Regions from separate parts of the Mus musculus genome. Here all the other regions are linked to region 1. Evidence: chromatin contacts called from public Hi-C and promoter capture Hi-C data. All regions are on one chromosome and are shown on one strand. Each heading gives the region's core, a stretch centred on a gene start, on an enhancer-like site or on the middle of the called end of the contact. The rest is flanking DNA. Distances are from core to core; before and after follow the strand shown.

Region 1 (3,465 bases), core at 270-2,769:
AAAATAGGAATACATGCTAGCGTTCTGAAAACCTGTTCTATTGGCACTTATTGTCAGTTGTGCCATGAAAAGCATTTTTCATAAACTAGCTGGTTTTCTATGGTTATTAGACTCGTCTTTTAAAATTAGGGCTTTTCTGTAATGTGAGAACAGTTGCTGTCATCAGTGGCTGACAGCTGACCAGAGTGCAAGCTACATTTCAGCTAAAATTTGCACAGAAGTAGCTTATGGAGGAAACAAAGCATAGCTTTAATGTCCATTTTCAGTTTGTGTTAGCTTCAGGGAGGCAGAAACTAGTAGTTCCGTGTCAAGGACTGGAATCAGTTGGTCTTATACAAGTTTATCCAGTCCAGTAACTTCTTCCCCCTCCCCCCTTTTTTTTTGTATACTGCTCAGGCCTTTGTATCTCACAAAATAAGCTCTCCCAACCCAAAGAACTTAAATTGTTGCTGGCTGCTCTGTTGTACCCTATCACATTGCAGGGACAATTCTGACCCCAAAATGGAAGGAGAATGGTCCAGGATTTACCTAAGTCCTCCCTGTCATTGCCTTCAGGTTGGTGACAGGCATTACTGATTTCGTTACTTCCCCTATTTTTTTTTTTTTTTTTTACTTTTTTATTTTTATGTTTTGCAAGTTTGATAGACACAGGGTATAATCTTAGGAAAGGCAAAACTTTTACAGGCGCTCCAAGTGTTGAAAGCCACAGCCCTTAAAAAACGAAATCAGTAACCTTAATTATAGGAATTAGCACTTGGATGGGATTAAACCCCCAATCTGCCCTACATTTCCAAGGTCGCCTCTGCCTAGCACTGCGATGAGATGATAGGACTGTCAGGAAAAGATGTTTAAATGGTTCTGATGAAAATGATCTGGTGTTAGTTCCCCCTCCCGCCTTGTTGGGATTGGATGTGATCTTGGAGTATTTTAGAAGTATTATGAATTTTTTTTTTCCAAGTTAAGGCGTTCCAATAACAAAACAAAAAATCTGGACATTTCGTGCGGTCTGGACCAGGGAGTCCCACTCCCACCAAGTTAAAAACCTTTCCTAGATATTCGTAAGTACTTCCTTTGCCTAAAGGCCCTGGCCCTTACCTTTCTCACACCTACTACTCCATACCTGGACGGGCTTTCTCCCATCCATCTTCTGTTCAGGGACACCATTTACCCGGGCTAGGGCGGGTCAGAGGCCATGTCTGTGTCCGGCTCCCGGAGCTCCCGTGCCGCGCTCCTATTGGCTGGAAGTTCTTTCCCCAAAAGCCAGAGCGACCTAGGCTCGCCACGCCAGCTAGACCAGACTCGGAACCGCCCAGGGGGCGTGGCCCAGTGGCAGGGCGGGGCCTTGCAGTCCGGGCGGCCTATAGAGCCGGAGGGAGTCCCCGGCCGCGCCCCTCGAGGCCGGGCCGGTGGAGGCCAATCCCCGGCGGCCGGCGGGCGAACGCGGGGCCAGGCGGGCCGGTCCCGTCCGCGGGGCGGGGGACAATGGACCAGTTCCTGGTGCGTCACGAGGGAGTTCCTTAAAGGGGAAGTGAGCGGGCTCCCGGCGGACGCGCGGGGAGGCGGTCGGCTGGGGACGCGCCCGGCGCTTCAAAATAATGCCCGCGGCGGACGCGCGACCATGCAATGGCGAGCGCTTGTCCTGGGGCTGGTGCTGCTGCGCCTCGGCCTCCACGCGGTGCTCTGGTTGGTCTTCGGGCTGGGGCCCAGCATGGGCTTCTACCAGCGGTTTCCGCTCAGCTTCGGCTTCCAGCGCTTGAGGGACCCCGACGGCTCGGGGCCAGTTGGTCCGCCCGGAGGCCCGGCCTGGCTTCATCGGCCAAGGCGCGGAACGGAGGGGCGGCTTGAGACCCCGCCAGAGCCGGGACCGACGCCGGGACCGGGCGTGTGCGGCCCGGCGCACTGGGGCTATGCCCTGGGCGGCGGTGGCTGCGGCCCGGACGAGTACGAGCGGCGCTACAGCGGCGCCTTCCCGCCGCAGCTGCGTGCCCAGATGCGCGACCTGGCGCGGGGCATGTTCGTCTTCGGCTATGACAACTACATGGCGCACGCCTTTCCGCAGGACGAGCTCAACCCCATCTACTGCCGCGGCCGGGGGCCTGACCGCGGAGACCCGTGAGTAGCCCGCGCGCTGCCTTCCGCCCCTCCGGGTCCCTGAGAACACACCAGGGTCTTTAAGGTCCGCAGTAGTCCGAGGTTCCTCCTCTCCTTACCCCAGTGGACTGCCATCCCCTTGATTCTCCCTGACCCTCCAAACTTCAGGACAGCTGTCCTTGTCATTTTCTGTTGCAAATGGGGAAACTGAGTCCCAGAGACCGGAAGGGACAATCACAGTATCCCTTGCTCCAGATAGACACATATCTAAGTGCTGGTTATATAGGTTTCCTTTGGAAAACTCCGCTTCAAAACGAAGCCTCCCCACTCCTGATCAGAATGCCACACCCAAAGCTTTAATAAGGTTAAGGAGCGGGTTCCTAGAAAGGGGCCATCTAGTGAGTTGGACGCCCGGATTGGGATGAGGCGTTAAGTGTTTCTCCTTTCCAGGGGCCGCAGCCTAGACTGAGGGGAGCTTATTGGCAGGAATGGTAGTTGCCTGGCCCAGATTGGCGATCTGGATACTTGAAGGATGATTTCTTAGGCGCAGAGTTGACTGACACCGTCATTGCTTGGTACCATCGTAAACACCAGTGGGGTGATGGTGCTGTCAGAAGGTCAACTAGTCCTCGCAGCCCACTAGCCACGTATGGGAAGGTGGAGTTCCGGGGTTACTCGAGTGGACTTCAAAGTCCAAGACAGCAGGACACCCAGCCAAGTTCCTCCTCCCTGAAGGGTGTGCGTTGCCACAGACCAAGTCAGGCTGGTTGGTGACTGTCGTGTTTCCCTCTCCTTAGATGGGAGTGGAGTTATTAGGTTGTTTGTTGTCTTGGCATTCTACATGGACACCCTTGGACATCTGGCATGTGCATTTCCCTTTACCTTATGGAAGCCAGGAAGGATTCTTAGTTTCAAAAAGGAAAGCTAAGGGCTGATGAGATGACTCAGCCAGTAAGGGCCCTTGGCACTGTGCTCAGACGGGAGTTTGATTCCCCAGGACCCACATGGAAGAAGGAGAAAGAACCGAAGAGACTCCTGCAGTTGTCCTCTGACCTCTACTCGCACTCCGTGACTCCCCCACACAGCTAGCTAGTACTCTAAAAGTGCAGGAAGAGCTATAAAAAGTGGGTTGGTTATCTGTAGATTTGTGTCTGAATTTGCAGCCCGATGAGCTTTAAGAGGGAGCATCTCACACAGAGGGCCTGGGTCTTTTCATAGTTGTAGCAGACTGATGCACTATGTATATGTATACGTCAGCCTTTGTATATGTTGAAAAACAAAAAACAAAACAACAACGACAAAACCAAAGCCTTCCTACTTTATTTCAGCAGTGTGGGGGAATTGAACACACGAAGTTCTTTATAGCTGAGCTAA
Region 2 (3,234 bases), core at 28-2,527, 520 kb before region 1:
TAATGAGCTTTCTGATGTAGCAACGTTGGAACGCGCCAGAGAAGTAGCTGGGTAGTTTACAGCCTGAGGGCTGGGTTTCCGCTGAGAGTGAGACACCTCCTACCTCCCTCAGTGTGTCCAGGGTGAGCCAGCTGACCCAGTTTTGAGTCTATTTAGGAGATAGATGGCCACTTTCTCCTCTCCCACCAGCCTGTATATCTTGCTGCTTCTGCCTTCGGTCAGGGTCAAGATGCAGATAGCCTTGAGCATCTTCCTACACTGCTGAGGTTGGCAAGATTCTTTCCAGACTCCCGAAACATAACTAATGCCGGAGAATGAGTGAGAGAGGGCATTGCACAGAAAGGAAGTGGATAGGCCGGACTCTGGTCCTGGAAGGCAGACACTGTTAACTAGGTGACAGACTGTTTTCTGAGCACTTAACCCTTTACAAACCTCTCTTCCCGACTGATGGTTTGTTAATGGTTTGTTACAGTTTCCAGTGAGCCGCTTTGCTTTTAGAAATCTACATGGCTCAAGGAGAGGAAAAGCAGGGCTAGGTTTTTCTGGAAAAATCTATGGAATGTGCTCTCTTCCCATCTGTCTGGGTGCTTCTGTCTTCTCTTGTCATATGCCCACACTCTGGCTTGGTGACATTTCTAAAAACCCACAGGAGACAGTGGCAGAATCTAAGCTTGAACCCTGTATTAGAGAGTTTTGTTTTCCTCCCCCACAGCCAACCTTTATTATAACAATAGCAATCATCCCCTCTGCTATTTATTGTAAATTTTCTCAGCATATAAAGGACTCTTGGCATAAGGGAGGAGGAAAATATAGTTTAAAGAACCGAGTTGTTTCTTCTATAAGGAGAGTTCCTAAAACATGAACTTTGGACTTAGTTTGGAAGAAAAAAGAAAAAAACAGTGAAATAAACACTTAGATGAAATCAGCCTTGTAAATGTTTTTATTTGAAAGATGGAAATTGATTGTGTAGGTTCATATGTAACACCGAGGTCCTATAGAAGCTGTAGACTATGAGTCTGTACTTGGGGATTTGAAAAAAAGCAGTTACTTTTGAATTCTAGTGCCAGACTCTGCCCGTTTGCACAGTTTCACAGGGTCTGTGCACAGCAGCGCACAGTGTCTGAAGGTTCCCAGGCCAAGCCTGTTCCCCGGCTGGAAACAGCGCACCCCGGCTTCTCCTTTGGCTCCCTCCGTGTTTTCGCTTTTGTAGCTCTTAGCATTTTCTCTTCCTGTCCACAATCCAGACAGTCCAGGCTCGAGTTGGGGTGTGTGTCCCTGTCCCTTATCCGGCTGCTCCGAGGAAGAGCCTCCCTGGCCTTTTGCTTTCATTTGCCTTATATGGTCAGCTGTGGAGTTCGTTATTCCTGGAAAGGGCCTTTTCACTGTTTCAAGCACTATTGCCCTCCACCATCTCCTGAGGAGAACTAGAGCTTGCTGGAAGCTTGGGGTTCCTGGTTCTAATGGGGATCCTAATGGATTCTCACTGGTTCCAGGGCAGGTGATGTTTGGACCTCAGGCTAATGAGATGTTTAACAATAGGTGTATAGTTAAGAATAAACTTCCTTTTGAAACCAGGGACTCCAGAGTGTTCCGGTGTTTTGTTTGTTTGGTTTCTGTTGTTGTTTGTTTGTTTGGTTTCTGTTGTTTGTTTGTTTGTTTTTCCTTTCTTCCGAGCCCCAAGTGGGCTGGTCCTTCTCATTTCCCAGGATCCTGCTGCCTAGATTGCCTTTCCCCTCGTTATTCTCTCTGGCTCTGCTTCTTGGAGGGCTTTATCTACCACAGGATAGATGACATTGATTTCAGTCAGATCCATGTCCTCAGTTATCTTCTGAAGTACGGCTTCCGGTGTCATAAAGAAACAGTCATCTTAGTGGTTCCCACTCAGGCGGCTGCCCCTCCCCTTCCTGCTCCTCTTCCTGGTGGGATCTAGCCTCCCGACCTGGGCAAGCCGAGCAGCAGCACTTTAAAAATAATTAGACTGAACACAAGAGTGACAAGAAGGTGTGGTTTATCTTTCAGGCCATGGTTAGTTTGTGCTTTAGCCTAAAAAGGAAGTTTGTAGTGTGTTGAATGCAAGTTAGATGTTTCTGGATGAAAGGTGGAGCTGAAGATGAGGGTGGAGTTAATGGAGTAGTCCTTGCTCCTGGCTCAGACAGGAACATTTCTCTAAAAAACTTTTATTTATTTTTAAAAAGGGAAGTTGAATTTGGTAATGGTTTGAGGCGGCTGCCTAGCTACCCTGAGACCGGTTTTTCCCTCCCATCTTTCATGGCCTGCCTCTCCATGGTGGTGAGGATTGGGCAAGCTTTGAAGTCACTTTCGTTTTCTAGAACTTGTTGGTGAAGCCTACCCCCCACACCCCCTACCCCCGGTCACCCCTCTTTTTTTAAAGCATGCCTACATTTCTCTCTTCCAGCTCTGCCTGTCCAAAATGACTTCCCTCTTTTCCCAAATCCCCAGCAGTTCACTGTCTGGCAAAGGAGTGACATCTGGCAGCTTGCTAGGGTAGAGGGAGAGAGATGTAGAAGGGAAGACTGCACGTGTTCAATACCACAATTACCCTGAGCTCCATGCTGTCAGGATGTATTACCCACCCACCCAAGCCAGGGGGGGGGCACACTGGAGTGACCCACCTGCACGATTGTGTGTGCGTGCCTGTGTGCCTGCTTGCCTGCGTGCCTGCTTGCCTGCTCTGGCAGGTGTTTGGGCAGATGAATTCTCCATTCACTCCTATCTGGTTCATGTATTTCTGTCTGCTGATGAGAAAATAGCAAGCCAACTTGAGAAGATTCAAAGCCGCACTCAAGATGTGTCAGGAACAAGGCTGCCTGATGCTGAGGGAACAACATGAAACCGACCAATCACCTGTCTCCATAGTGCGGCCACCCAAAGTCATCCTGCACTAGGATGACCATTCCTTGGGTGGAGTGAGTGTGTCTTTGTCCTTTGCACATATTCTCTATTCTGGTGCATTTTCACATGGATAATGATGATTTCTGCTACAGCGACAGGTATTGAGTACTTCATGGTACCTGGACTGTACTGAAGTTCACCCATATGTAAATTTGCAAACATGCTCTCTTATGAGGAGGGTGCTGGTCACATCTTTTATTTTTCGGAAACACAGGCCTCAAGAATTAACATGCTCAGACCCACAGTTAGACATATACACCTGACTGCCAGACTTAGGAAGTGGCCTTCCAGCTGCCTGCACTAAGGGCCTTCTCACAGCTG
Region 3 (3,258 bases), core at 134-2,633, 730 kb before region 1:
CCCCTGCTTTCCTGCTCTTTGCTAAATTGCTATGCTCCTAAGTAACTTCTCCTTTAATTGAGATGCTGAGGATCAAACTAAGGGCCTTGGACATGCCCGGTAAGCACTCTGCCAGGGAATTACAAGGCCAGCCCCATAAGAGGCACTTTCATTGGGAGGTAGGTTAAAGAGGATGAGCTTCGGAATTACAGACAACGGCAAAGACCAGATCCAACTTTCCTTTTGTATAGACACTTTGTGCAGCAGACAGACCATTGGGCATAGGAGGGATTTGCCAAGTCAGGGATCTGGAATATAACTTGTTAATTAATAGGCATCTGAGTAACACGTTCATGTAGCCTTAGTCCAGTTTGCTCTTTGTTTATAGATATAACTATAGCTGACCAGTCCTACCTGACTGTACCTATCTCTTTCTTTGCTTTGTCTTTTTTTTTTAAAGATTTATTTATTTATTATATGTAAGTACACTGTAGCTGTCTTCAGGTACTTTTTCTGCTCGCTCTGGCCCCTCTCACTCCTGTCCTGCTCTGGTCCTGCTCAGGCCCAAAGATTCATTCATTCATTATATGTAAGTACATTGTAGCTGTCTTCAGAAACCCAGAAGAGGACATCAGATTTTATTATGGAAGTTTGTGAGCCACCATGTGGTTGCTGGGATTTGAACTCAGGACCTTCAGAAGAGCAGTCAGTGCTCTTAACTACTGAGCCATTGAGAAATGAGGACCTAGAAAACCATGAAGTATACCACGCTAAACACTTGAACTTACCATTCTCTCCTTGGTCCATAATCCCCATAGGTGGGCATTATCACTAAATATATTTTACCTTGAGGAACAACGTTACCTGCCTAATGGTGGCTCAGGGAATTGGACAGGAACAGAGGGACATATCTGCAATGGCCTCCTTCAACATGATGCTGAAGACAATTACTGAAGGAAGAGACTCAAGACGCATTTTCCGGTGTCACTTAAAGAAAAATAAGATTTTATTTGGCAAGTGCATAAAGGAAAAAGACTTGTAGCCTTTGAGAAAGCAAGCAACAGGCATGGACAAAATGCAGGCCAACCTTTATCAGCACATGAGGACAGCCTCACCTCTTTTCCTCTGGCAGCCACTAGCTGGTCTCATTTTTCTCCTAGGCTGATTCTGAGCTTTGAATAGCACTTTAGTGAGGTGCCAAACTGACATGCTAGAAGTCACTCTGATAGCTTCCATTCCCCTCAGCAGATAAAGCACAGAGTTTGTCAAACAGGACCTAGATTCAGGCCAGGACAGCCATTTTATCTCACCTTCAATTATTCTGAAATTCCAAAGACCCAATGAACCAGCCTTCTTGTGATGAAGGCTTTAGGGTCAATGATCATTTGGGGACAGATCAGAATCTGAAGCTGGCCATTTCGATCCCTTGGTGTTAAGCCCTTGAACTTTCAGAACTCAAGTAGGGCAAGTTTCAAAATCTAGCGTTTCTTACTTCATAGCCTACCTAAATATCATCTGTAATGATTTTGCTTAATCAAAAAATTAATTAAATTCTGGCTCTAATGTTCTAAACACAACAGTGGGAAAAAGCAGCTCTGGCTAACTGCCAAGGTTTCATCCCAGGCTCTCGGAGTTAATCATTTCCATGGTGTTTTAAGCATGAGAAACACCAAAGGCCAGATTCTGTGGAACTAAGGTCTGTTCTGGGGGACTTTGTATTACAAGAAGCAAGTTTCAACCAATAAAAATGAAGCCATCGGTCAGAGGAACCTGACATTTGTGGTACCAGCTGGTATTAACCGGAAAACTTAGCGATGATGGCCGAAGGGCCTGAAAACGTCCTGTCAGTGTATCAACTGATCACACAAGTCTGGGAAATCATTCTAGGTGTGATGGGGTGGGGATGGAGGCATGGAGCTTTCCCAGAGACTTCTGAGTAAAATGAGGTCCCTAGGCAAGCTGCTGCCCTTTCTCTCTCACACATACTCCTTGTGTACCACTGCAGGGTCAGTCATTCTTCCCATGTATAGTGCACTGCATAAAGTGAATTTTCCACTGTGTGCACTTTATCCATTTTTCAGACTTACTTGATTTTGTCATGTATAGAGTGCTTTACCTCCCCATGTGTAATGTGTGTAATGTATAGAGTGCTTTACCTTCCTGTGTCTGGATCATGAGAATGTGTAGCGTCCATAGGTACCAGAAGAAGATGTCAGATCCTCTGGAACTGGAGTTCCAGGTGGCTGTGGGCAACCACGTTACGTGCCAGGAACCAACCCCAGATCCTTAGGGCCAGAGGATGTGGAACTGCACTCCATCTTAGGCCACACAACAGGAAGGAAGCGAAGGGATCAGCAGGTACAGATGCTTGCTGCCAACTACCACTACCTGAGTTTGAGCACCAGGACCAGGGCAGAAGACTCCCACACATGACCTCCGTGTGTGTTGTAGCACATAGACACAAAAGCATAAAATGTGGTAAGAAATGTTATTTTAAACGCAAATATCTAGCTCTTCCATAGCATTGGACAATTTAGCCGTTCCAGCCTGATCTCTCAGCCTCTTTAGAACGGGCCTCACTTACATACACACAGCCTGCTCCACCTGTGACATTTTGGGTGTGCTGTTGTTGTTTTGTGTACCTCCCCCACCCCCACTCCCTCCACACTTCCTTTTCCTGATAGCTAGCCTTCAGGTTAGTCCTTTTGTGTTAGGATAACTGTCCGTGGAAAGGAGGAGAGAAAGGTGTACGTATAGCATCATTTCAAAATGGAAAAAAAAAAAATCAATGAAATAAAATACCCTCTATCATGCCTCTTATAAAATTCCTACAGTTTTGGGACAAAAAGGAAGTGATGTTTGTTTCCAAAATATCCCCTGTCCTATGGCAGCTATAGATTTAACTGCATGGAAAAAATTCTAAGTGCTACTGGAAAACTGAAGATAAAGGTGATTCCTTTAGCAAAGCTCATCACCAGAGAGTGAGAACGCTGGAGTTCCCAGGGCTCAAGGCCATTATTCTATTGTATGTCAACATTCATTTATCAGGGAAGACGTGGAAACAGAAGTGACCCACTCTGACACTATTTTGGAACCATTCACCATGCCTGTGCCCTAATCAACACGTCCTGAAATAAATGCCACCTTCCATTGCACTCTTTTCCTGAAGAGCAATGGGCAACTGAAATGTTTTGTCCAAAAGAGGTGGGAACCTGGAAGAAAAAAAAAATCTGCATTGCTACAGAATTGTGTTCTGTTCTCAGAGTTTATAGGCTGAAC
Region 4 (3,016 bases), core at 331-2,830, 680 kb before region 1:
TCAACGAATCAAGATCATTTATTTCATAATAGGAATGCCAATTTTCATAACCACCTACCAAACACCAGTCTGGAAAAATAAATATAAAAATCTCGGCCCCCTCTGTTTTGTTTTACTTTAAGCATTCAGAGGGAGTTTATAAACCTAAGAGAGTGTATTAAATGGGCTGGAACTGGTGAGGTTATTTTTAACAGGAAACAATAGTAACTAACACTAACTATAAGTACCAAGGCTTGACTAATATGGGAGAGAGGTGCGTGTAAGAATACGTGCGTGCGTGTGTGTGTGTGTGTGTGTGTGTGTGTGTGTGTGTGTGCATGTATGTATGAGTATGTGGGGGTATACAGACAAACAGTATTTAGGCTTCAAGATCATTAACAGAAATGTCCTCCTAGTATCAACGTCTTGTCACTGGAAAGCAGCTTTTCCAGGCAAATAGTGTCTTTTAGCGCCATAGATTCCACACTAACTCTGCCTCCTCCACAAGCTCCATCCAGTTGACCATTTTCTCTTTAATCTGCAGTCACTGTCATTAAATAAGGAAAATGTCAGCTCATTAACCCATGTGTTTCTAACAGCAGGTCTCCGGAATGCAGCAGTCTGCAGTAAATTATACATCCATCAAGGAATCACGGCCCAATTCAAAGGCAGGTCAGACAGTACAGGATAACACCCACAGGCATGGAAGCAAGGTGCAGTTTATGTAAGACAGAGGGCAGGAGGAGAAAACACACTGAACAATAGTGAATTCAGGTCACTGGCCAGTTTCATGACTTAAAGATTTTCCCCATCAGGATTAGGGGTTTAGCTCAGTGGAAAAGTGTGTAAGGTGAGGTCCGAGGTTTTGTCCCCACAATAGGCAGGGAACAGGGAGATATCGAAAAAAGACAAAGTCAAAATATAAAAGCAAAACAAAACAAAAAAACCTTTGGGGAAAAATTATTTTAGCCTTCTTCTCAATAGACATTTTTTTAAAAAAAATATGTTTGTGATGAAAAAGGCCATTATCTTCGGAGATATTTTTTTCTCTTTTCATAATTCATGCTTTTCCATACTGAAGAAGTAAGACTGTAAGAATGAATAAACTAACATTCATGTCTAAATGGCTTCAGATGGTTTTACATCTACCCATGAATACAGAAGCATCTGTCAGTTGGGCAATTCAGTGCATTTTAATCCAAGTTAGGAAGCCACACTGAAAGGCAGTTCATGGAGATGAGCTGGGAAGTCAAACCCCACCATGCTGCTTCCATAATGAGCGTTCACTATGGAAACAGCCTTGGCTCATTCAGAAATGCCATGTGCGGCCAGTACGGGCAGGGAGGGGCTCCGTGGCAAATGAGTTCAGAAAGAGTTTAATGAAGGAAGCAAAAGGAGAATGCCTGAAACTAAATTCAGCTCTAAAGAGCTGGGCCTGACAGGCACACAGGCAATCCCACCATCTGGGAGGTGGAGGCAGGAGGATCAAGACTAGCCTGGGCTACATGGTGAGTCTGAGGCCAGCTGGGGCCACATCAGACACTCACACTCACTCGTTCTCTTTCAATACAGCTCTACAAAGCAGAATGGGACAGAGAAAGTATGAGGGCAGGAAAGGCCACACAAATTCCAAGGTACAAACTCCAGTGGGAGGATCTACGCATGCCCTGGAATAGGATCTGTGATCCAAATATAAGAAACAAGAGGGAGGGGAGGCCACGGCATAAGCTATAAAACATGTCTGGAACAGAAAGAGCCCCTGGACTAAGTTGGAAGGAAAGAGAAAGAGAAGAAATGAGTAGGCTGCAGGGAGGAAGTGGAAGACACTACGAGGCCAGGGGAATAAGAAACTGAAACACATTCTAGAGAAGGGATCCATCTCCAGGTTTCTAGACGGGACATGGGAGGTACCATGTTAACCTTCCTGGGCTGTTAGTCCTCAACAGGGAAGTAACAGTGCCCATCAAAGGTTCGCCCTCCCCCTTTAAATAAGAGAATATCTGAAGTAGAATCTGGAAGGTAGCACCCTCTTAGTTACTAACGTATTATATGTGAGCAGGGCAGTGTGGGAAATGGAATTCTCACTGTTCAAGGTCACATGAATCACACTAACCAAGCTTCCTCCCAGGAACCTCACATGAAAACAAGTGGACAAGCCAAATCCTTCTTGAAATGCTAAGAGCTGCTAAGCATTAAAACCAAAATGAATTAGTGATGGTGGAACGGTAGAATGGCAAAACATCCCTCCATCTCCCTAGGTTCACAGTGTGCAACACTCAGAGTCTCAGGTGTCCGGTGCTAGCCTGACCTTGTCTTAAAAATGAGAACAACCCAGTAAGTTAGATTCTTGTCCTCGACTTCCGAGAGCACGGTGACAACTGTGGTGGTTTGTATAAGTACGACCCCCACAGATTCATGTGTTTGAATTCCAGGCCATAAGGAATAGCGCTATTAAGAAGTATGGCCTTATTGGAGGAGGTGTGACGATGATGAAGGAAGTATGTCACTGTGTAGGTGGACACTGAGGTCTCCTATAGACAGGCTTCACCCAGTGTGGAACATAGTCTCTTCCCAGCTGCCTTTGGATCAAGATGTAGAATTCTTCACTCCATGGTACCATTTCTGCCTGGATGCTGCCACACTTCCCACCATGATAATAATGGACTGTTAGAAACTGCAATGAAACTGTAAGCCAGCTACAATTAAATTTTATCCTTTATAAGAGCTGCCTTTGTCATAGTGTCTCATCACAGCAATGGAAACCCTAACTAAGACAATATAAAGGACAGTTCAGGTCAATTCGAGGTCATTTTTGTAGGCATCAACTAAACTTAAAGACACCTAACATAGATGTGACCATCTGAAGCCTTCCCCATCCTTGATTAAGTCTACTTTAAGAACGGGTTCCTTCAGAGCTGCTGGTAACTGTAACAGTTTTATCTTGGTAACTGGGGGGCAATGTCTTTAGGTTAAGTTCTGCAGATACCTGCTGGCCTCTTTGTCAAACACTAATGCCAAGCAATGGAAGGGCAGAGCA
Region 5 (3,441 bases), core at 847-3,346, 640 kb before region 1:
GCCAACATCACCCCCAAGCAAACTTCTCAGTGAGTTTAAATAGCATAAGACAACTTATTAGTTTGATGTATCTATTCCAGATGGCCAATTCTTCTGACCACAATAATTCAACTGGGAACAGGACAATGGCTCAAAGTTTACCTGGGAACTTTTCCTGGAGCCACTAAGAAGGAATTCTTCCTCTTCCAACTGGTTTAGGAGGTGGGATGTCCTCTATACAACAGACCTAAACTAATGTAAGATGGCTAAGGGACAGCCAACAATGGGCCTGGGGATGCTGCCTGGTGCCCTGGATCCAGCTGTGTCTACAATCATGTGCTGTCTCAATCTTCCCAAGTATAGAGAATCCATAAATCTCTCCCTCTCATTTGAAGCTATCCTGATTCCATTTGCTACTGTATGATTTTTTTGTGCATAAAACTAAAATAAACTCATATAAAATTATTTTGCAGGGCTCTTTTTCCATTGCCTACTTTCTACTGATTGAACTTAACACAAAAGGCTCAGGCAAAAGAAATCTGTATGCCAACAGCTATAATAGCTACACAAAACTTGGTCCAGCCACAGTATACAGACATTCCTCATAGGTGGAATACGATCCAAATTTCCAGCACTAATGTTTGACTCATGAAGCTTCAGTTGCCTCACCTATGACCCAGAAGACGATGGACTGCACAGGATTCTCTGGGTACACAGTAGAAGTATATATTTACAAAGGCTTTCTTTGAAAAGTGCCCGATAACCTTCACCCCCAAAATAGCCTCTCAATAGTGTAGCTACCAATAAATAAATAAACAAACAAACATCACTCAAGAGATATTACAGAATGTCTAAAATAGGTTAGGCACTGGGATGGGAGGAGGGGGGCAAATCCATAGAGAATAAATCAGATCTAAAACTCTTTCCATCATCAAGTAGGTAACAGAAAAACAACACTGCACTGCAGTAAGCAAAATAGACAAGTGGCCACTGGGCAACTGCCCTCCAAAAAATGCTGTGGGGATTTATAGACAAGCATCTTTAGTTGTCGCACTGCTACCTACCACTGAGTCAATCTATGGAAATATTGAAAGGGAGGGAAGACCCACAGGAGATGTTACCCCTCACCAACTCCTGAACTTAAGTGCCAATTAACATAGAGGAAAGAAAAGAGACCTGGGAAACAAGGATAGACTGGATAGGAGTACAAAAGAAAAGTGTTATTCAGAGGGCCTGGGGTGAATTCCCTAAAGCTAGCAAGTAGAATGAAGGTCCATTTCTATATTCACTGTTTTCATCCGTACATACTAACATCTAACACACCTATGCACTACACAAAGACATAAATAAAAGCAATAAAGTACACTCGGCTCCATACTTCTTTGCAGTCGGAGTGCTAAGCACTACAGAATAAATACAAGTCTGCGAGCACAGTGAGTTTAAGGCAGTGTTGGAGACTCAGGCTCCACAGGTACTAAAACTAGAACTTAAACCCGAATCCATCAGACTTTTCCTGGAGCTCTGCAGCAGGAGGGCGGAGTGGAGGAAGGGGGAAGTGGGCAAGAAGAGGTAAGAAAGAATGGACAGCACTCTTCAAGCTAAGCTCTCTTAAGTTTTAGTGATAAACACAGCCACAAACCCCTGCCCATCTCCCAGTGGGGGGGGGGGGGGCAGGGGGGAGGACATCTGTCAAATGAGATCTGTAGCTGAGAGACTTGGGATGTGGTTCGACCCTTTCCAGGAGTTCCGAATCCCCCCTCTTCTGGCCCAGCGAGGCCTCATGCCGTAGCCAACGACACCCACACGCCCCAGGAATGGAAGGCGCACCTTGGTGAGCGCGAGCGGTCGCGGGCCTGAGGTCAGGCCCGGGGCGTTCGCCTCCCGGGAGTAGCGCTGCGCCGCCGCCGAGCTGCCATGGGCCCCGGCCCTCTGGGGCGTTCCGCAGCCGCACGAGCCCGCAAGGGACGCCGCACCTTCCCTGGCCTCGGCCTCATCGCTTCCCGCCACCTCGCACGCCAACACCAGCAGCAAGAAGACTCGCGCCAGTCTGATGCAGCAGCGGAGAGCCGGCTCTCGCGCGGGCGCAGCCATGTTGTTCCCGGAGTCATGTGACCCATGGAGATCACGTGACCTGTGGTGCTTAAAGCAGCGGCTTTGGCTGACATAGGTAATAAATAATAGCCTGAGACTGCTTCCAGGTAGTTAGCCAGAGTTTGCCTGCTAATGTTAAAAGCATGCAAACCACAACAAAGCTCTATGATATTCAAGGCCTTCCGCAGACAATGTGCCCCTCTCTAGTTTCGTGGTTGAAAGCTAGTTGAATTTATTCAGCATTTGCTGAGCACCACTACCTTACTACATAAACACTCATTTTTTTTTTTAAGTACTTAGTTCTCGTGATGCTGCTACATTGTGTTGACAGGACAATTAAGTGGTCTGCTCAAATCACGTATCAAACATGTCAAAACCAAAATCTAACTCCAAGGTATCTAACCAGAAACCCTGAATTTTGAGCTCTATAAGCAATTCAGAAATTGGACTTAGGAAAGTGAGCATAGTGAAAAAGACCAGTGAGTAGAGTTAGGTAAATCTAGACTATGAGATTGTATAAAATAACACTTCGCAAAGTTTGGACTGATAGGTTATTTCTCCACTGGTAAAATAGACCAATAAATGCCAAATTAGAATATATTGAAGATAGGTTTATTGGGAAGCTGCTCTTGAGTGAGTTCACTGGCCCCCAAGGACCAAGGCCAGAAACATCACCAAGGTGGGGGGTGGGGAGAAAGAGAGAAAGGGCACACAGGGCAGAGAGAGAAAGTGAAAGAAAATTAAAATTCAAGGTCCATGACTCATGCGGCTTGCTAGTTAGGAGGGCTTTTTGGGCCTAAGACAAAGAACAAAGGCTGTAAAGTCATCCCAGGAACCAACTAGCCATAAAGATAGGGAAGACATACAAGAATGTCCGGACTGGCCTGGCGCCTCCCTATCTCCAACCCCCACCTATGTTCTTTCAAGAGGAGGAAGAGGAGGAGGAGGAGGTGAAAGGGGAGAGGAAGGGGAGAGAGGGAGAGAGAGAGGGGTAGAGAGAGAGAGAGAGGAACAAATGTCTGGATTATATAGGGAAGAGCAGGCAGCCAGGGGCCTACTTGGGGACAGGGTATGCCCAGTAGGAACCTAAGTATGCTGGATTAACCTGGAGGCCAGGTCTGCTTTGATTGTAAAATATGCACCTCAGTCCCTTGTCCCGGGTCCAAAGCCAAACCTGGACCATAGCAACAGTAAGAGCATCACCTGGTAACTTACTGGAAAGACAACACTTGCTAAGAGAGATGGTTTTAGCCATGGAAGAGGAGTGACTGCTCTTCCAGAGGACCAGAGTTCAATTCCTACCATCCACCAGGCAGCTCACAACTGTAATTCCAAGACCTAACACCTTCACATTGATATACATGCAGGCAA
Region 6 (3,155 bases), core at 474-2,973, 660 kb before region 1:
GCCTTAAAAGACCTAGGCCTTGAAAATAAATGCAAGTGCACTGTACACAGGCTCTGTGCTCGCCCACTTACCTCCTGCACCCCCATCCTATCAGGAGCCTTAGCCAGGTTGGAGGAAAGCAACTGCTATCCTATGACACTGCGCTCTCCCCTTCCAGGGTTATCACAGTTGTCTTCCTGAGCTCATGCCACACACTGACTCCTGAGTCAAGCAAACAACTACTCTTTTCAATCCAGCACAAATGACAGAAGTACTTTATCTTATCCAGTCATCTAGCCCTAGACTTCCCTTTCCAAATAACTCTGGAGCTCTGAACCCGCCTCAACCCGGATCACCAAACCAGCATCTCAAACCAAAGAAGAGCTGTCTTTGCAGCCTGAGAGATAAACAGGTCATACCAGGTCTGAGCTCTGCCCTTCCAAGAACTAAATGTTCTAATCCAACACCTGAATGATAAGCTTTCATTCTGCCAGATACATAATAACCACCTACTGAGTGACCGTCACTGTACTAGAGACACAGGAGTAAATAACACAATGCAAAGTGGGGCAGGAGGGTGTACACTTTTAATCCCAGCATTTGGAAGGCCGAGCCAGGTGCGTCTCTGAGTTTGAAGCCAGCCTGGCCTACAGAGTGAGTTCCAGACAGGCAGAGCTACACAGAGAGAGCCTATCTCAAAACAAAAACAAACAAATAACCCTCTGGTGCATTCGCCCCACCTTCTGGGATGAACCCTAGTAAGGTAAACATTTATGAAATGCCTACAGGAGCCCGCATGACAACAAAGACAAGCAGCACAGAAGATACAAGAAGCCAGAGAACTCCTACCACACAAGGAGCCCTGGAACAAGCGAGAAGGATGGTGTCCACGGACCTCCCAGAGGAAGCTCGCTAATACCTGACCACAGAAATGATGGTGGGTAGTCACAGCAGGTGGTCACAGCAGCCCCTCTACCTGAGCTGCTCCTAAGATCAGTTCCCTCACCAGCAAGGGTCCAATGAATTACTCTTTCACACGCCGACTTTCCAGGACTCTTGTCCCACAAACTCTTGACACTGACCCACCATGGTTCCCTTCCAGCACAGAATCTCAAACCAACCAGAAACCACCTCACCAAAGCAGAGTAACAGGAGGGAGACAGGGCAGGAAGGATCTGAGCAGAGCTACAAAGCTGCTCTAGACACACCTCCTTCTAAAACTCACCAAACGTTCATAGTGAGCAACAGAGATGGCGCCCGTTGTTTTCCCGGTGTTACAACAAAATATGAGCTGCTGGGTAATGTTTAAAGAAAACTAGTTTGGGTTGGGAGTGCAGTTCAGTGTCTACCATATAAAAAGCTCATTCCCTATCATCACAAATGAGGGGAAAAAAAAGAGGATGAGTCCATAGCTAATGATTCCATTCATGGATGTAGTTCTAGAGGCCAGAGGTCAGGTGTCTTCCCCATTCGCTTAATGTCTTTCTTCAGATAGAATTTCTAAGTGGCCTGGAGCTCACCAAGTTAGACAGGCAGGCCAAGCACCAAGAATCCTGCTGCCTGTCTCCCAAGTTCTAAAGTTATAGTCATGAACTACTGAAGCCAGCTTTTTCACATGGGATCTGGGGATCAAATTCACATCTTCATGTTCTCAGACAAGCAGCTTACTGAGTGGGCCGTCTCTCCAGCCCAGGCTTGCCCTTTTATAACAAGGCTTATAAGGTCATCAATCCCGTCGGTAGGCTGTCTCCCCAGTGACCTAATTACCTCCTCATATTGAAAGTGAAAGTGCGTCTCAATAGTCTACTTAAACTCTACCACTTCTCCACATTACCATATTGAAACTAACCTTCTGGTACAACCACATCTAAACATGGGATAATAATGGAGAATAATAGTGTGCCACACACATACACACATGCACACGTGTACACACCCACAACATGCTGTTGCAAAATGAAGTAGTCATAAAATTATAGGCAAAAGTGTTCTCAAAAAATACACATATGTGCCAAAGTCAATAAAGAAGTGGAAATTAAAGGAAAAAATCATTTTATCAATATTACTTTTATTTCAGAAACTCAAGAGACAAAATGAATACAATTTTTAACTTAAGGGAAAAGAAAGACAGGGGTAATTCAAGGAACAAGTAATACACATAGAACGTAGACCTCTGTGATATAGTGTTTGCTTATCATGTATAAGACTCTAGGTTTGACCTCCACCCACAAAAGTTTACAAATTAAAGGCTCCAAGAGGGCAGTAAAGGCACAAAACACACACACACACACACACACAGTAAAAGCAACGAAAAATTTTGGGTGGAGTGTTTTGTGAGTTGATGTCCTTATCCCTTCACTGGAAGCCCTGCCTAGCTACAGAAGGTGGCCACTTAAGGCTCCATGTCCCCCACTACAAGGAGCCTCAGCTAGAGTCACCCTCACAGACTCCCTGGAACTACCCCCATCCCAAGTGTCTAGTACTTCCTAGAGATGGTGCTTCCCCAAGCCGATTTTTATCTAAAGTCCCCAGCCCTGCATTCCACCCCTGCTCTCCCTATATCTCACCCCCACCAGTTCCCCTCCTCTTCCTCTCCCATCCAGTTCCCTTCCTCCCTCCATCCAATGACAATTTATTTCCCATTCTGAGTGAAATTCAAGCATGTTCCCTTGGGCCTTCCTTGTTATTTAGCTTCTTTGAATCTGTGGATTATATCCTAGGTATTCTGTACTTTATGGTTAATATCCACGTATTAGTGAGTACACACCACACATGTCCTTTTGGATCTAGATTACCTCACGCAGGATGATAGTTTCTAGTTCCATCCATTTGTCCACAAACTTCATGATGTCTTTGTTTTAACAGCTGAGTAGTATTCTATTGTGTAAATCAACCACATTTTCTTCTCAATCCCTTCGGGTGAGGGACATCTGGGTTGTTTCAGTTTCTGGCTGTTATAAATAGAGCTGCTATGAACATAGTGGAGTCAGTGTCCTCAGGGTACTGTGGAGCATCTTTTGGGTATTTACCTATGAGGAGTATAGCTGGGTTGTGAGGGAGAACTATTCCCAATTTTCTGAGAAACCACAAAACTGATTTTCAGAGTGGTTGTACAAATTTGCCCTAAAACCTTTGAAACAAAATTTGTCCTGCCTTCAAGAAGTGCAGAGACAAAG

What was found. Promoter capture Hi-C pulls out the DNA fragments that hold promoters and counts their contacts. A called contact is a pair of places that touch in the nucleus more often than the background predicts.
Region 2: a contact with region 1 is called in a promoter capture Hi-C map of hematopoietic stem and progenitor cells. The contact joins the enhancer-like site here to the promoter of Edem1 in region 1. A contact is called at or near these places in 3 of 39 promoter capture datasets (hematopoietic stem and progenitor cells, liver and neutrophils), 1 of 484 Hi-C or Micro-C datasets (granulocyte-monocyte progenitors), 3 of 115 datasets of contacts at active chromatin or transcription factors (bone marrow-derived macrophages, effector CD8 T cells and memory CD8 T cells) and 1 of 9 other capture datasets (liver).
Region 3: a promoter capture Hi-C map of liver shows a contact between it and region 1, with 2.8 times the contacts expected there. The contact joins the enhancer-like site here to the promoter of Edem1 in region 1. A contact is called at or near these places in 5 of 39 promoter capture datasets (3T3-L1-derived adipocytes, hematopoietic stem and progenitor cells, liver and 1 more), 3 of 115 datasets of contacts at active chromatin or transcription factors (acute myeloid leukemia, double positive thymocytes and large pre-B cells) and 2 of 9 other capture datasets (adipose tissue and liver).
Region 4: a contact with region 1 is called in a promoter capture Hi-C map of liver. The contact joins the enhancer-like site here to the promoter of Edem1 in region 1. A contact is called at or near these places in 4 of 39 promoter capture datasets (the C10 cell line, liver and pre-B cells) and 2 of 115 datasets of contacts at active chromatin or transcription factors (bone marrow-derived dendritic cells and thymic regulatory T cells).
Region 5: a contact with region 1 is called in a promoter capture Hi-C map of pre-B cells. The contact joins the promoter of Sumf1 here to the promoter of Edem1 in region 1. A contact is called at or near these places in 7 of 39 promoter capture datasets (the C10 cell line, the HPC-7 cell line, hematopoietic stem and progenitor cells and 3 more), 4 of 484 Hi-C or Micro-C datasets (B cells, CD4 T cells, pre-B cells and 1 more), 3 of 115 datasets of contacts at active chromatin or transcription factors (bone marrow-derived macrophages, memory CD8 T cells and pro-B cells) and 2 of 9 other capture datasets (liver and macrophages).
Region 6: a Hi-C map of regulatory T cells shows a contact between it and region 1, with 2.2 times the contacts expected there. The contact joins the enhancer-like site here to the promoter of Edem1 in region 1. A contact is called at or near these places in 2 of 39 promoter capture datasets (the C10 cell line and pre-B cells), 3 of 484 Hi-C or Micro-C datasets (CD4 T cells and regulatory T cells) and 3 of 115 datasets of contacts at active chromatin or transcription factors (memory CD8 T cells, pro-B cells and thymic regulatory T cells).

The regions. Positions count from the first base shown.
Region 1 is chr6:108,827,122-108,830,586 of GRCm38.p6, forward strand. Edem1 (ER degradation enhancer, mannosidase alpha-like 1) reads left to right here and starts at 1,520. Exons shown (of 12, transcript NM_138677.2): 1 at 1,520-2,112. The coding sequence starts at 1,619. It overlaps Gm35417 (a long non-coding RNA gene), which reads right to left and starts at 1,155. Exons shown (of 2, transcript XR_377956.4): 1 at 1,096-1,155.
Region 2 is chr6:108,305,229-108,308,462 of GRCm38.p6, forward strand. All of the region lies in intron 4 of Itpr1 (inositol 1,4,5-trisphosphate receptor 1), which reads left to right. Among named protein-coding and RNA genes, the nearest start is that of Itpr1, 94 kb to the left of the region's middle. Within about 2 kb of position 1,278, at least 214 of the 459 cell types and tissues checked have an H3K27ac peak or open chromatin away from gene starts, as enhancers often do. A contact at or near this core is called in bone marrow-derived macrophages, effector CD8 T cells, granulocyte-monocyte progenitors and 4 more, where this site is marked.
Region 3 is chr6:108,100,993-108,104,250 of GRCm38.p6, forward strand. No RefSeq gene overlaps it. Among named protein-coding and RNA genes, the nearest start is that of Setmar, 38 kb to the left of the region's middle. Within about 2 kb of position 1,384, at least 7 of the 459 cell types and tissues checked have an H3K27ac peak or open chromatin away from gene starts, as enhancers often do. A contact at or near this core is called in liver, where this site is marked.
Region 4 is chr6:108,144,786-108,147,801 of GRCm38.p6, forward strand. All of the region lies in intron 6 of Sumf1 (sulfatase modifying factor 1), which reads right to left. Among named protein-coding and RNA genes, the nearest start is that of Sumf1, 39 kb to the right of the region's middle. Within about 2 kb of position 1,581, at least 43 of the 459 cell types and tissues checked have an H3K27ac peak or open chromatin away from gene starts, as enhancers often do. A contact at or near this core is called in liver, where this site is marked.
Region 5 is chr6:108,183,487-108,186,927 of GRCm38.p6, forward strand. Sumf1 (sulfatase modifying factor 1) reads right to left here and starts at 2,097. Exons shown (of 9, transcript NM_145937.3): 1 at 1,807-2,097. The coding sequence starts at 2,070.
Region 6 is chr6:108,163,363-108,166,517 of GRCm38.p6, forward strand. All of the region lies in intron 3 of Sumf1 (sulfatase modifying factor 1), which reads right to left. Among named protein-coding and RNA genes, the nearest start is that of Sumf1, 21 kb to the right of the region's middle. Within about 2 kb of position 1,724, at least 43 of the 459 cell types and tissues checked have an H3K27ac peak or open chromatin away from gene starts, as enhancers often do. A contact at or near this core is called in memory CD8 T cells, pro-B cells, regulatory T cells and 1 more, where this site is marked.